Regions from separate parts of the Mus musculus genome. Here region 1 is linked to region 2. A link is a contact called in public promoter capture Hi-C data. All regions are on one chromosome and are shown on one strand. Each heading gives the region's core, a stretch centred on a gene start, on an enhancer-like site or on the middle of the called end of the contact. The rest is flanking DNA. Distances are from core to core; before and after follow the strand shown.

Region 1 (6,999 bases), core at 3,107-5,606, 1.3 Mb before region 2:
CCGGGGTCTCTGCCCTTCCAGCCTGTCCCCAACGTGCAGCTCCTGTGCCCGCCCAACGCCCGCCCGGTGTAACGCCCGACCTCAACGTCCAGCTCTGGACTTCCGGCTCCCAACGACCCACGCCCGAGACCGTCTTGGAAACCGAGCTCCGGAGCCCGGGCGCCCTGGACCGCCTGACCCAGAAAAAGAAGAAAGGGCGCTGGCCCGGACTGGTTTCTGAAGCTGACCACTCATGCTGGCGTTTGCCCTACCCCGCAGCTCCGAGGTCCAGGAGCTCCACCCGTGCTCACCTCGCCTCGGACGCTCAAAGCCGCCGCGTGGTGCGGGGCCCGCGCCTGCGCAGTTTACTCCCACGTGCGCGCAGCCCCACCCACGCGCCCAGTGCAGCCGAGCCTGCGGAGCTGCTCTGATTGATCACCCGCAGGTGCTTGGTGGTGGTGCAGGCTCACCCAGGAATTTCTAGCTTTACAGGAATTTCTAGCTTTCTCTAGAAAGGTGTCCCGGAGGCCGCGCTGAGAGTCACTGAGGTTGCTATTTTAACTAGGTGAGGGACTTTTGGTTTTCCAGCTTACTCTCCTGGGCCTGCCTCCTCTGGAAACTAAACACGCCAGACCCAGGCCCCCAAACAGTCACTTCTTGAATGTTAAGAAGCAATGCTCAGATTTATGTCTTTGTTCTTTTTACATTTTCACTTATTTTGTGCCATGGCACATATGTGGAAGTCAGGGCACAACTTTTGGGAAGTCGGTTCCTTTGTTTTGAGACTGTATCTCATTATGTAATCTCTAGCTGGCCTGTTACTTGGATGTAGACCCTGAGCACAGAGACCCACGTGCCTCTGTCACTTGCAATGTTGACCGGGTTGGCCGTGAACTCAGAGATAACCAACCACCTGTGGTTCTCTGGAATGCTGGGGTTTTAAAGGCATGGACTACTGTTATGTCTCAAACCCAGGACGAATGGTTGAGTGCCTATTTAATATATCAAATTGGACCTGGCTGATAGGTTCTCCCAGCATCCCTCAGTCCCTACCTGTTACAGGGTATGACTGGCATACCCCACCCCCAACCCCTAAACTTCTCCAGCCCAGGGTCTGGGCTGCTCTTCCCCCAGCTGCCTTTCCCTATATAATCTGGCCATGTTGGTTCTCCAGGCTTTTGTCTACCCTTTTCTCTCCTGGCTCTCCCTCTCCCCGGCTCCTCACAGAACCCAGGTCAGGGTCAGGTTCCCTCTGGACTCTCTTAGATGTCTCTGTCTCTGCTCTCCCTCATGTCTATAATAAACCTCCTACTACACCATACCTAGGAGCAGTCATGTCCTTCCTTTTTTAATTTCTTTTTCTCTCTTTTCCTTCAGCTATCATGCCGGTCATTATCTTTTCTTCATTTTTATTAATTTCTAGAATATAGAAAAAGAAGAGTTCTCATTGGTGAGGTTACAATCAGTTTCTCCTAAAACAAACATGTTTGAAACTGCTGTTATTAACGAAGCCCATGATTTGTTCGGATTCCTGCCCTGCTTCTATACATCTTTTTAGCCAGAATCTAACATCACATTTAGCTATCTTCCCATAGCCAAGGCAGTTTCTCCTGATTGACAGCTTCCAGGAGCACCGAGGAGGCTTTTGGAAGCATCCTCCTGGTCCTGGGGTTTGTCTGATGCACTTGATAGGAATGGAGTATGAGTTGTTTGGAAGACTACAGAGGCAAAGTCACACTTTTATTGTAGGATACTGTCTGATACATTTTATGAACATGATTCACAATAATGAATAACAGGCGTCATCATATGACTGACATTTATTACATTTCTGCCCCGTAAAGTTTCCCCCTTTCCACACAATGTGATAGAGGAGAAAGTCGTTATGCCCCACCTCTGAACAGAATATGTCCTACGCTATTTTACACACTTCTTGCTCCAAACTCGTAGCCACGCCTTGTAACTTTTCAGTCCAGGCTCTTTGGTGGAAAATAGAGATGTGGAGAGTAAGGGTGTGCGTTAGGCTGTTGGGATTCTTTTCAGTAGTCACCCATCACCCCCAGGACTGAATTCCAGGCCTTCCCCCATGCTAAGGCAAATATTGTAGCACCGACTTCTCCATGAAAAAAATAAATCTCCAATTTCATCGTGATATTTCTAAATCCAAATGTAGGATTGCTGTAACTTTAGCTTGTTCAAAACCGATTTTTAATGATGGCTCTTAAACACTTTAGCCTCCCTTGGAGCCCACCACCCACCAGAGTTAGTGGAAAAGAAAGGATATGGGGGTTGTGGGGGGAGAGTGGACCTGTTTAGAAAGGTTCTTTGGAGCAACTCCCATCTGTGTTGTCAGGAAATCATCAGTTCACTTCACAGTTCAAAGACAGCAGCAGCTCGATCCACGTGCAAACACTTCACAGACACACCAGCAGTTCAGTTCAGTGGAGTCAGGATAGCAAGCAGGAAATCAGCAGCGGTGGCACGACCTAGCAGAGACAGCCAGGCCCCAGCCTTTGCTTTAGCATCCTCTCCTGTGTCTGCTTCAGGGAAACATTCCTTCACTTAGCCTTTCATGCCTGTGTCCACTTTAACGGAACACTCCTTCATGTGTTTGCCCCAGCAGAACACCATCCAGCACGTTCCAAAGAACCCTTAGCGTTTCCACTTCAGATTGCAGCGTTTCCATCTCATCTCTTTGGTTTTACACCTGTATTTCTTCTCTCTTATGATTTAAAAAATTAGTTTCCCAGACATGCTTAATACATTTTCTTACCAGTTATAAGTTCTGAAGTACATTTCAGAAATAATGCTAATGTTACTTCTAACAATATGAACAGATAAACAACTCAGTGTGTCTTCCCTCCTTTTGGGATAACATACCTTACTAGGAATGTTTAAAGTCCAGCCATTCTTTTCAAAGTAAGAAAACCTATGTATGTCTGTATGAATGCATGCATGTATGTATATACGTATGCATTTAGGAAAAGGGTCTCCTGCAGGCTAAACCCTAAGTGGTTCCTACTTGCACCTCCCAAATGCCTGGATAACCATTGTAAGCCACTACTCCCGGCTCAACCCATAGTTAGGGTCTCATTTCTGTGAATTGACACTCTTCACACCAAGGCAACTCTTATAAAAGACAACATTTAATCAAGGCTGGTTTTACAGGTTCAGAGGTTTAGTCCATTATTATCACGCTGGGACGCACAGCAGTGTGCAGGGGGTTGAGGGTTAGGGTTAGAGACAAAGAGCAGAGAGCTCTACCTCTTGATTGGAAGGCAGCAAGGAGGAGACCGAATATGTCTCACACTGGGTGTAGCTCAAGCATTTATATGAGAGCTCAAAGCCTTCCTCCACAATGACATACCCTGTCCAACAAGGCTACACCTCCTAATAGTGCCACTTCCTATGGGCCAAGCATTCAAATACATGAGTCTATTCAAGTCACCACCGCACCTTAATTGTAAAACGTACTGTAATACATTACCATAATTTGAGGAGGGAGTTGTCATTTTCTGATTAAAAAAAGACAGAGGGTTAGTAATATACCACATTGAAGATTTTCCTCCTCAGCAATTATGAAAGTAATTTAACAGTAATATGCTTGGATTTACAAACTTGCCACTGAAGACGAGTCTTAACTATTTTCACTTACAACTGTCTACACGGCCCAGAACTTTAACACATCTTTTCTCCGGACAGAGGTGGTTTGCAAAACCTCCAGACTAAAACTGCTCACCTTCCCTACCTCCTCCAACTGGGCTTAGTCACTATAATATACAACCTGCGTGCAACCATGCAACCGGATGGGTTACGCAGCCCAGGCAGGCTTAGGTCCTCTGCGTGGAGCACACTAACAAGCTTACTAGTAAACAATGGCACTCGGTGCCACTTGGAGATCCCAGGTCAATTATTATTATGGAAACCCTGCAGAGCTCTCTCCCAGAGATGAAGCTCGCATGCCCAAGTCAGCTGCTCCTGCGGACTTGGCTCACCCACAGGCAGCGCAAAGTTTGCACCATCAGAACCGGGAAGCCACAATCTCTAGTTCTCTTTTATTACTTTATGCCACTGACTCATTAGATGACCGGCCAAAGGGTGAAGAAAAAAAGATGGCAACTTCCTTCCGATAGAAAGCACCGGCTTGGGACGGGAAAGGGAAAGAGTGGCCCAACCGGACAACAACAGCCTGCTACAGCCTCCTTGGGCTTAAGTGGAGGTGGCACGGAGATGCTGGGCGGGGCCTCTAGAAACCGCGAGGACTGGAGGCGGCGCCTCGAAAACCACGCCCGCCTCCAGGTGCTTAACGTCACGCGGTCCGCGCCGCGCTGATTGGCTCGTTCAGGGAGCCCCGCCCCCTCAGCTGTAGCCGCGCCGGCTTAGGCGTCGCCGCCATCTTTGTTGATGTGTCAGCTCCGCAGGGGTTTTGGGGGAAAACCTCCGCTGAGAGCCCGGGATCTGCAGTGGTCTCCGCGCGTGACTTCCTCACCCACTCCGCGTCGGCTACACGCCGCCATGGGTTCGTCGGCCCTGGAGCCGGAGCTCCATCGGCCTCGCTAGGGTGCGGCCCGGGGCTGGACGACGGACGGTGAGTGGCCGAGGGGCGTCCGGGACGGGCGCGCTCGGGGAGCGCTGGTCTGCGCGCGTGGACGTGACGGGGTGGTAGCCCCGGGCTGTACGCAACTCCGCGCGTGGACGTGACGGGGCTGGCGGGGCCCTCGGGGGGCTGTGCCCGGAGGCGCGGCCGCTCCCCCGCCGCACCAGCGCGGTATCTCCGGGGACGCGGTCCGCAGCGTTCGGCTTTTCCAAAGATCCCGATGTATTTTCATATATTTTCACCTTGGTAGGGAAACCATTTCAGATTTCTCTCTCCCCTTCTACCTATCCTCAAAGTAGCAATCCCAGGGAAACAGCGCGCGGGGAGAATGATGGCTCAGCTGCCAACAATTCGTAACTTGTTACAATATTCACATCTTGATTGTTATTTAGAGAGGAGACTCGGGTTTGTACGCAGAACACCTGGGTTAGAGTCAGAAAAGACTACAGTAAAAAAATATGACAGCGAACCAGAAAAGATGTCTCAGACCCAGTGTCACGCACGGTCCTTTGATGTCCCAGCCTTTTCCTTTCTTCTGAAGTGGTACACAGGGTGCTTGTCTGAGGAAAAGATGAAACAAATCAGTTATGACAGTGTTTCAAAGTGCACGTGTAGCCAGCCATCCCAAGGAAAATCGGTCTGTTAAGTGTTAGGTTTATTAGCGTGGATGTGGCCTTTGTGCACTTAATTGTGAAGGAGATTAAGGACCCAGAGACAAGTGATACTGAAACGGATGCGTCTTGTGTATCAAGTCCACCGTGTGCAGCTACTTTTTAGCTCTTCGTTAATTAATGGTTACACAAATGAAACAACAGTAATGATTGGCCTACTTCTTTTATGGTTCCTTTTTGGTCTTCCCATGTTCCCATGTGCAGATTTTGGGCAGGCCATAATCTTGTACTGTTGCACCAAGGCCTTCCTTCTCCTTTGTACAGGGTAATAGGTAAGTATGACTTTGGAAGGCTACCAGAAGACACAGGGACTGTGTTTAGTTTTTTTGAAGGCCTTTTCTAATTTAAAACAATAGAAACTTAAGGTGTTTGATTGAGAACAGGTTCCATGGAGTAAGGGTGACATTTCCCAGTCTGATTTTTTTTTTTTTTTCCAGACTGAAATCCTGAGTGGTAGAAGAAGGGGCACTCATAAACCTTTAGTTCCTTCACACAGGAACCAAAGACTTATTCTTTGATGCTGTGCAGTGCGGCAGCATGGCTGCTGCTGATTCCTTAGTGTGTTCAGTCCTGAAAGTGACTGTGATGAACAGAACACTCAGCCCAGCTCTCTGAGGAAGCTGTGATGGTTGGGAGCCCAGGCAGCCTCACTGAGAAAACTGTCTTTCCGTTTGACAGCATCTACCCTGGTTTACAAAAGTCATTCAACTCACTGTAAAGAAAGAATATTCAACTTCAAATTCTGCTTTGTTTGTTTGTTTGTTTTTAATAATAAAACTAAAATTTTTCTTTTATTTTTTTTGTCTTTAAATGACTAAGGTCAGGTTTTGATTTTTCTCATAAACATCACTTCATTTACAATAGTTTTATTTAGTATTTATTTTAAAAGCAGCAACAGGATAGATAATTTAGACCTACAAATGCTCCTGTAATCTTACACCATTTCAAACTTATTTGAACTTGCTTAATGGAGAGTTTGCATCCAAGAAGTAAACTATTAGGTAAAGGGGCAGTAGACACCAAGAGCAGAAGCAAACTCTAGGATACTGCCAACTGTCTTGAGCGTAGTGGAAGCAAACTCTAGGATAATGGTAACTGTCATGAGTGTATTTCTTAAAGCTTGAGCTGGTCATTCATTGTAGGCTTATGTAGTAAGTACTAAATAGGTGTTGTTTTTAATAAAACTTAAATCTTACCAAATTAACCAAATTCAGGCATAAGTACAACTCTTTTAGTAAATGTAGAAATTCTATTTAATTGAATTCATTTTTCTGATATTTGGTTTTCATATTTTTTTTAAAGATTTATTTTATATATATATCAGTAGACTGTCACTGTCTTCAGACACACCAGAAGAGGGCATCAGATCCCATTATAGATGGTTGTGAGCCACCATGTGGTTGCTGGGAACTGAACTCAGGATCTCTGCAAGAGCAGTCAGTGCTCTTAACCGCTGAGCCATCTCTCCAGCCCCATTTTCAGATTTTTTTGAAAGAACGGTTAAATAAAAGTACTTACGTTTTTCTCAGACTTTATTGCAGTTGATACATTCTGTACAAGTCGCTTCAAGGTAGAGTTCTGTATTAATGTTATGCCTCAATACTTTAAAAGCCATTTTAGAGTCTAAAGTACCCAAACCATGGTTGCCTGTTTCAGAGGTGAGAGTGTTACTGCTGCAAGATATCAGCTATCCAGTGTCTCACTGAAGATACAGTAGGGGAAACTCAAGAAGACAGGAGCAGCTGTGGGCTG
Region 2 (7,239 bases), core at 3,573-6,072:
GTTGATTCATCTGCTCTTTGATAAAGAAGAATAGCAGCCAACAAGTAGAGAAGCCAAGCCTATCATCTTTGTAACCCTTAACCTGTGCAGACATCACCAAGAATGGTTGCTTAAAGCCATTCACTTAGAGGCTGACAGAGGTCGTCACTGTAGACCAGGTCAATGTGTATAATCAAGCCCATGGATTAATCTTGAAATCAATAAGAATGATGCAACCGAATACCAGGTGTCTCCTGGAGTGATAAAACCTGTGCTTCATTAACTCTGTAGTGTGCACTATTCGCTTACAGAGCACAGAGGAGAGAGGAACGTGTTAAAGAGCACTCACCACAGAGACGCCATAGGCCAAACCGACAGTGTGGGAATTTTACAGAGCTTTAGTCCCATTCATCCAACAAGTGACTGCAAAGGAGGAAGAGGAGGGCCCTCACACACTACCAAGCTCTTGGGGAGTGTCAGCTAGATGTGATGGGCATGCATCGCTCAGGTCTTGATCTAAACTGCCTGATGTGGACAATTTTGAAAGAGATTGTGCAATTAATATTAAAGCTGTTAGGTGTGAATGGGGCACTGTGTGTCAGTTCTTAAGCAGTTAAGCCACCTGTGCTGCAGGGCCACACTAAAACAGCTGTAGGTAATGTCCCAGAGAAGCAAAGAAACGAAAGGAAGGAAGGAAGGAAGGAAGGAAGGAAGGAAGGAAGGAAGGAAGGAAGGAAGGACAGAAGGAAGGAAGGACAGAAGGAAGGAAGGAAGGAAGGAAGGAAGGAAGGAAGGAAGGAAGGAAGGAAGGAAGGAAGAGGGGAGGGGAGGGGAGGGGATGGTAAAACAACCCTAACCCTAACCCTAACCCAACACTTGGAGACAAAGAGCAGGACCATGAGGCTGAAAGCCAGTCTGAGGTGCGCAGCCAGATCCTGTCACAAAAACCCAAACGGAGCCAAACTCAATCCTGAATGACCATATCAGGGACACGGGGCATGAGGGGTGGGATCCCTACATGATTTCCTGCCTCCTCACGTACACATTTCTGAAATAAAGATTTACAAGAAGAGAGAGAGAGAGAGAGAGAGAGAGAGAGAGAGAGAGAGAGAGAGAGAGAGAAACAAGGAAAGCAATAGGCAAGTAACGAAACCGCAGCCCTTATTGATCTGGTCAGGAAGTCCATCACACAAGAGAACTCAATGTCACCACCTCCTCTACTTCAGGACAGGTTAGGTATCCAGGGAATGACAGGAGGAAAGGAATGGAAGCTTCCAGAATCTGCCTGCAACAGGCAAGCCTGATCTAACCAATGGGCCACTGTTCTCTTTAACCTTGTCCTCAGAGAAAACCCCAAACGAGGACCAGCAGAACCACCCCTTTTCCCAATCTAGGATGTATGGTTGACAGTATGCGCGGTCAGGATCCTCAGACGGCAGAGGGCCAGTGTCTTTCTGAGCCACACCTCCTTCCTCCGCCCCTAGCTTTTTGCTTTACTATGGCTGTTTAGAACTGTAATCAGCTTGGCCTTTGAGGGAGTTGGGCCACAGCAATGTCATCATACTTGACACACACAAAAAAACGGCTTAGTGGGACGTTTAATATCCTCACGCCAGTTTTTTTCAATTAAGTGACCACAACTAGCAAACAGCTATTACCACAGGGACCGTGTGCGGTGCTGAAACACGCAGGGTTGCAGCAGTGAACCACAAAGGCTCACTCGCTGGGGAAGAGGGCAGGGAGTGTCTCATGAAAGTTCTTACGTCATCACTCAGATCTGTAGTCCTGTCAGCTCCTGCTAGGAACAGTATTCAGGCTTCCACAACCCCAGTCAGAGGCTGTCTCGAGACAAGCTCTGGCTAAAACCAGCTGCGGTATCCATGTGATGGGCACACTGTCCCCAGCTGCTGTGAGCCAGGGCTTCTCGGTTACTGCTGTACTCTCAACGCTTACAGGAGCATCTTCTCACTCCTTCATCAGCCGACAGCTCCACAGAGAGCACGCCTGCCTAACTGTGCTCTTTAGCTTTCACTTAGCTCGGCCCACACATTCAGACCAGGTTTACCTTTTGCACAATTAGTCACTGCTTCCTAATCAATGGCAACCGTGCTTTGGGAGACACGGGTCAAGTCATGGAGCAAGGTGGCCCATCTGACCTTGAGACTGTCCTGGGCATTGAGGAAGTCACCCTGTCACATGAACACACAGTGCATGCCTTCTTAGTTACTAATTAGAAAGCCAGCATAAGATTTCAGTCCAGGCACCCAAGGCAATCTATGGCCCAATCTTACCACAGAACGAAACGCCGGATGCAACTTCAGGTGGCCAAGCTCCGGACTCGGTTGTGGTCCTGCCCCACTCAATGCCATGCATTCAAAGAATTCAGTTCACTATAAACCTTTGAACACCAGGGAAGCAAGCAGCCACTGTTGCTGAGGGCTTAGTTTTCAGTCAGGCAGGATTCCGCTGGTGTCCCATACGGGCCGGACTATGTTTTGGCTTTACCCAGCACTACTCTGGAACAGGATTTCTTCTCTCATCTACTTGCCACTTGATTCTCATTGGCCTGTTTTCCCCATTGCTCCCTCTCCTTTGCCTCCTGGCTTCTCGTAACTGACAACCTACTCTTAACTTCTGCAAGACAAAGCCTTCTAATTTTTAAGACTCTTTTTATGTATGTATGTATGTATGTATGTATGTATGTATGCATGTGCGCCGCATGCATGCTTGGGGGCTGAGGAGGCTAGGAGAGGTGTGGGCGGATTCCCCGAACTGAGGACACACACAGTTGTGAGCTGCCATGTTGTGGGTCCTCTGAGAAGCTGCCAGTGCTCTAACTGTTGAGTCATCTCTTCAGCCACCACCCTCCCCTCACTTCGCAGTGCTGATTATTCACCTGGCTGTGGAGAAGTGTCTTTGCTTTATGTCATCCATCTGTCTGTCTGTCTATGTTGTAATCCATCTGTCTGTCTATGTTTGCTTTTGCTTTCCGTGATTTGGGGTCGTAGATGGTAAATCTTTGCATAGCCCAACAACACTGAGCGGTTCTCCTCTATTTTCTTCTAATGTTTCATGGCTTTGTATATTACTCCTTCTCAGTTGATGATGAAAGACATGGTCTAGTTTTATTCTTCTGCATGTGGATACCCAATTTTCCTCAGAAACATTTGCTAAAGAGACAGTCCTTTTCCCAGTGTATGCTCTTAGAACACTGAGTGAATATTTATTAGCATCTATAGTTTTTGAAGCCTCTGATGATTTTTGCCAATAGCCAGAGCTGAGGGCTACTGGGCTAACCTGACACATGTTTCAGAAAGACTCCATAAGAATAAAAGAAAACCTGGCATTTCTGTAAAAAGACATGGCACCTTGTAGGATTCCCATCAAACTTATGTGAACATGAGACCCTTGTACAAAAACATGTGTTAACATAGATGGAAACTGCTTTTGGATCTCCACGGAGACCAGCAATGAAGGCCGATACCCTTGCTACACTTTCAAGCAGAAAGCCCCACACTGTTAACTGTGCAGGATAAAGACCAAGCCTTTCCTCAACAAGGATAAAGAAGCAGCTACCCCATGTTCTCAGCAGGGACAGATGCCCGATGTCATAATTAAAAGGGATCTGACATGCTACCTAACACACACACACACACAAACACACACACACACACACACACTCTCATCTGCTCACACATGCTCAGTTACGAACATACATGCTCATACATGCTTACTTACACACAACTACACATGTTTATACATGCTCACACTCTCACACACACGCTCATACATGCTCAGTTACAGACATACATGCTCATACATGCTTACTTACACACAAATACACATGTTTATACATGCTCACACTCACACACACATACACACACGCTCACACATGCTCAGTTACAGACATACATGCTCATACATGCTTACTTACACACAAATACACATGTTTATACATGCTCACACATACACGCTCTTACATTCATACACATACTGACACACATATATACTCACTCACAAACACAAATACACATGCTCATATACGCTCACACATGTATACACGCTCTTACATATATACATACACAAACACTCTCTCACACACATATGCTCTCACATATATCCTCACACTGACACACACACACACACTCACACATGAAGCCCTCCACGAGCATCCTCTCAGTGAGCTGTCCAACCACGAGGGACCTCATTCCTTCACAGGACAACACATTTCATTGCTGGGCAGATCCAGTGTCTGTTATGTTGGCCACGAAGCAGCCTCCCTCTAACCTCTACTGTTCACAGCTCAGTGATTTGGCTGAGCAGCAGAAGCCTCCCTTCTTCTCGACGAGTGCCCCTCGGTACTCTATTAAAGTGGGACAGGGAACACCACTGTACACACAGGACGGTACAGGAGCCAAGCGACGTAGATTTGAGCTGAAGCCCTGGCCCAGACTTTCCGGCATGACAACTAAAGTCCCTTAGGCCTGACTTTCATCATGGTTATAAAAACTGCATAAACACAAAGACAACGGAAAACTGGTGTTCTTGTGAACAGTGAATTAAAAGTGTAAGTCAAGTGCTTTACGACGGCCAAGCACAGTACAAAACATACTTGTGAACAGCGAATTAAAAGTGTAAGTCAAGTGCTTTACAACGGCCAAGCACTGTTCAAACAAGTTGATGCTTTAGTAGTACTTTAAGGTACAATATTTCTGTTTGAGCAGCTTTTTGGCCAGTTCAATCCTGTGTTAGCCTTGTCTGCGGAAGCTAGGCTCATTCAGCTGCTAAGCTAGAAGTGAACACTGTTCACGAGAGCTCCACAGCGCCCTCTATCTGCCTCTTGCTTCAGCAAGCCAGTGAATTCCAGCACTGTTGCAAGACCGAACGGTGTGCAGATACCACCTGCTGACTTGTGACCAGGAAAGATAAAGAGTAGCAGTCCCAGAACAAGGCCTGGTCTAGAGTCTTCTGTTCACTACGTAGGCGGCCTTGGTCAGATTTGCTTACCCCAGGTTCCCATACACACGAGGAGAGAAGCAGGATATTTTACATGGTATCTATTAAAACAAAACAACACGCGTCAAGCTCCCAGCAGGATATTTTGTTCATTTGACTGAAGGGTATTTTAACCAGTGTGGTTTTTAAAAAATTAGTGAAAATCTCTTTGAAAAGTCTACATTGTCTTCTAAAACAGTGGGCTTCACCTACATGGAGACAGCGTTCCAGTCAGCGTCAGTTCTGCATGGGACCCACGTACACCTCCTCTTAGGCTTTCCTGTCTTTCTGTACGTAGGCTCTCTGGTCTCAGCCTCATTGTGCTGCCCAGGCTGCCTGCCTCTCAGTGCGTAACCTTCCTGTCTCTGTGGCCCAGCTGCTGGCATTACAGGTATATGTCCTTGTGTTTGGCCAGATAAGCCAATCTTCAACCGTGTGTGATTCCAGACCACTAGTAACCGTTTTACTAACAAAATTGGCAAAATAAAGTTTTAGAAGTAAATTGATTCCTGGGAACAATTTGGTTATTCTGTAATTCCCAAAAGCTTCTACTGTAAAAATAACATCTTTAGTCTGTGTACTCATTTGAAAGTCCCTCCCTGTGAGGGGTGCATCTGTGTCCAACTTGGTTCTGTAACTACATTCCTGAGGTCAGGGAACAGAATTTGTAAAAACTCAGAGAAACGGATACATCTCCAAAGGAGAAATACAAATGGCAGCAAACACAAGAGAAGATGCTTGCCATCATTTAGCCATTGGAGAATGCCAGAGCAAACCACGAGGCTTCCCCATCTGTGCCAAGCAACCCTAACAGAAAGACAGACAATAACAAGTGGTGGGAAGGAAGTCAGGAAGTCAGAGCCCAACACACAGCTGCTGGGCCGTGAACCACAACACTCCCCTCAGCACACAGCTGGCATTTCCTCAAAAGTCAAGCAGAGGAGGTACCGTTATCACTTAGGATTCTATTCTTAGGTACACAGAAAGGGGAAATGCAAACATACATTCACAAGAAAAGCTTTTCAACAACATTATTCATTATAGGCAACAGGCGGAGACAACCCAGAAGTTCACATCTTGGCAGATAAGCAGATGAATAAAGCTTGTGAGTATACTGGTAAAGTATGTATATACGCACATGCACAGTATAGGAGAAGGCTACTGGCCAACCAAAAGACACTTGGTATTAACACACGCCTCACCATGGATGGCCCTTGAATTCATTATGCTAAGTGAAAGAAGGGAGACACAAAACGGCCCATGATGTTTGACTCTGTGCATGTGAAATGACCAAAACAGTCAAACCTATAGAGACAGAGGAAGATGGGCCATTGTCAGGAGATGGGAGGGACAAGGAATATTTTCTTTTAAGGGTGATGAAAATATTTCAGAATTGACTTTGGTGGTGGTGGTTGTCTGACTAAGCAAATATGCTAAGAGCCAGGGAACTATACATCTAAATGGGTGGGTATGTGGTATGCAAATCATATCTCAATAAAAGCTATTAAAAACTCAATAGAGGCACACAGTCATTAAACTATAAGACTCAAGGATCAATTAAATTTAAATCAGAGTGCCGAGTACATGTGTGTGTCTATAATGGCATCTTATGTGGATAATTGCTTTATATGTTCGATTGCTTTAAACCCATTTTTACATTTATATTATTTTTCAGGAGCAGCTGAATTTTAGGGAGGTAAATAATAAACAAGGCTATTGTGGCTCTGGAAATGACATTCTTTTATTTTACTACCTAGGATTGACTCGACGGTGTAAAATGCTATTAGGAGAAAGAATGGCCAAGTCTGAATGAGAGCATGTATTTCATCGTGAAGATAAAAGTCTTTCTTCTCTCTAGTGAATACAGGTAATTTCAGAAGCAGCGACTCCTAATTATTCAGTGTTGAAAAGCTAAAAAAAAAAGGTTCACATTGAAAACAGTGACCTCCAGTTTGCTCTGTGAATGAAGACAGACACAAATTCTCATTTTCCTGGAATCCTGGTTGATAAGTGAGTTGGGGAAATGCATGCATTTCTTCATTACAGTGCAGTCGACTGTTCATTTAAATAACAATGACGGGCATAAAAGCCACAGCCGCATTATCTAGCAGTTCTACTGTGTTGAAACGCATTATTAGAGTGAACAATGCCAAGTACAGTAAATAAATGGCTGTCCCTCATTTTAGCATTATTCCTGCTTGCTTAGCTTTGTGAGAGGGCACCATCATTACGATGGCTGCATTCAACACCTTGGCCAACACCATT

The links. Promoter capture Hi-C pulls out the DNA fragments that hold promoters and counts their contacts.
Region 1: a contact with region 2 is called in a promoter capture Hi-C map of pre-B cells, with 2.9 times the contacts expected there. The contact joins the promoter of Ccdc186 here to the enhancer-like site in region 2. A contact is called at or near these places in 5 of 39 promoter capture datasets (the C10 cell line, hippocampal neurons, liver and 1 more) and 1 of 115 datasets of contacts at active chromatin or transcription factors (extraembryonic endoderm stem cells).

The regions. Positions count from the first base shown.
Region 1 is chr19:56,819,556-56,826,554 of GRCm38.p6, reverse strand. It overlaps Ccdc186 (coiled-coil domain containing 186), which reads left to right and starts at 4,356. Exons shown (of 16, transcript NM_170757.2): 1 at 4,356-4,567. Tdrd1 (tudor domain containing 1) reads right to left here and starts at 346. Exons shown (of 26, transcript NM_001002238.2): 1 at 291-346.
Region 2 is chr19:55,543,299-55,550,537 of GRCm38.p6, reverse strand. The region is part of intron 7 of Vti1a (vesicle transport through interaction with t-SNAREs 1A); the gene reads right to left. Among named protein-coding and RNA genes, the nearest start is that of Gm41871, 150 kb to the left of the region's middle. Within about 2 kb of position 4,822, at least 87 of the 459 cell types and tissues checked have an H3K27ac peak or open chromatin away from gene starts, as enhancers often do. A contact at or near this core is called in pre-B cells, where this site is marked.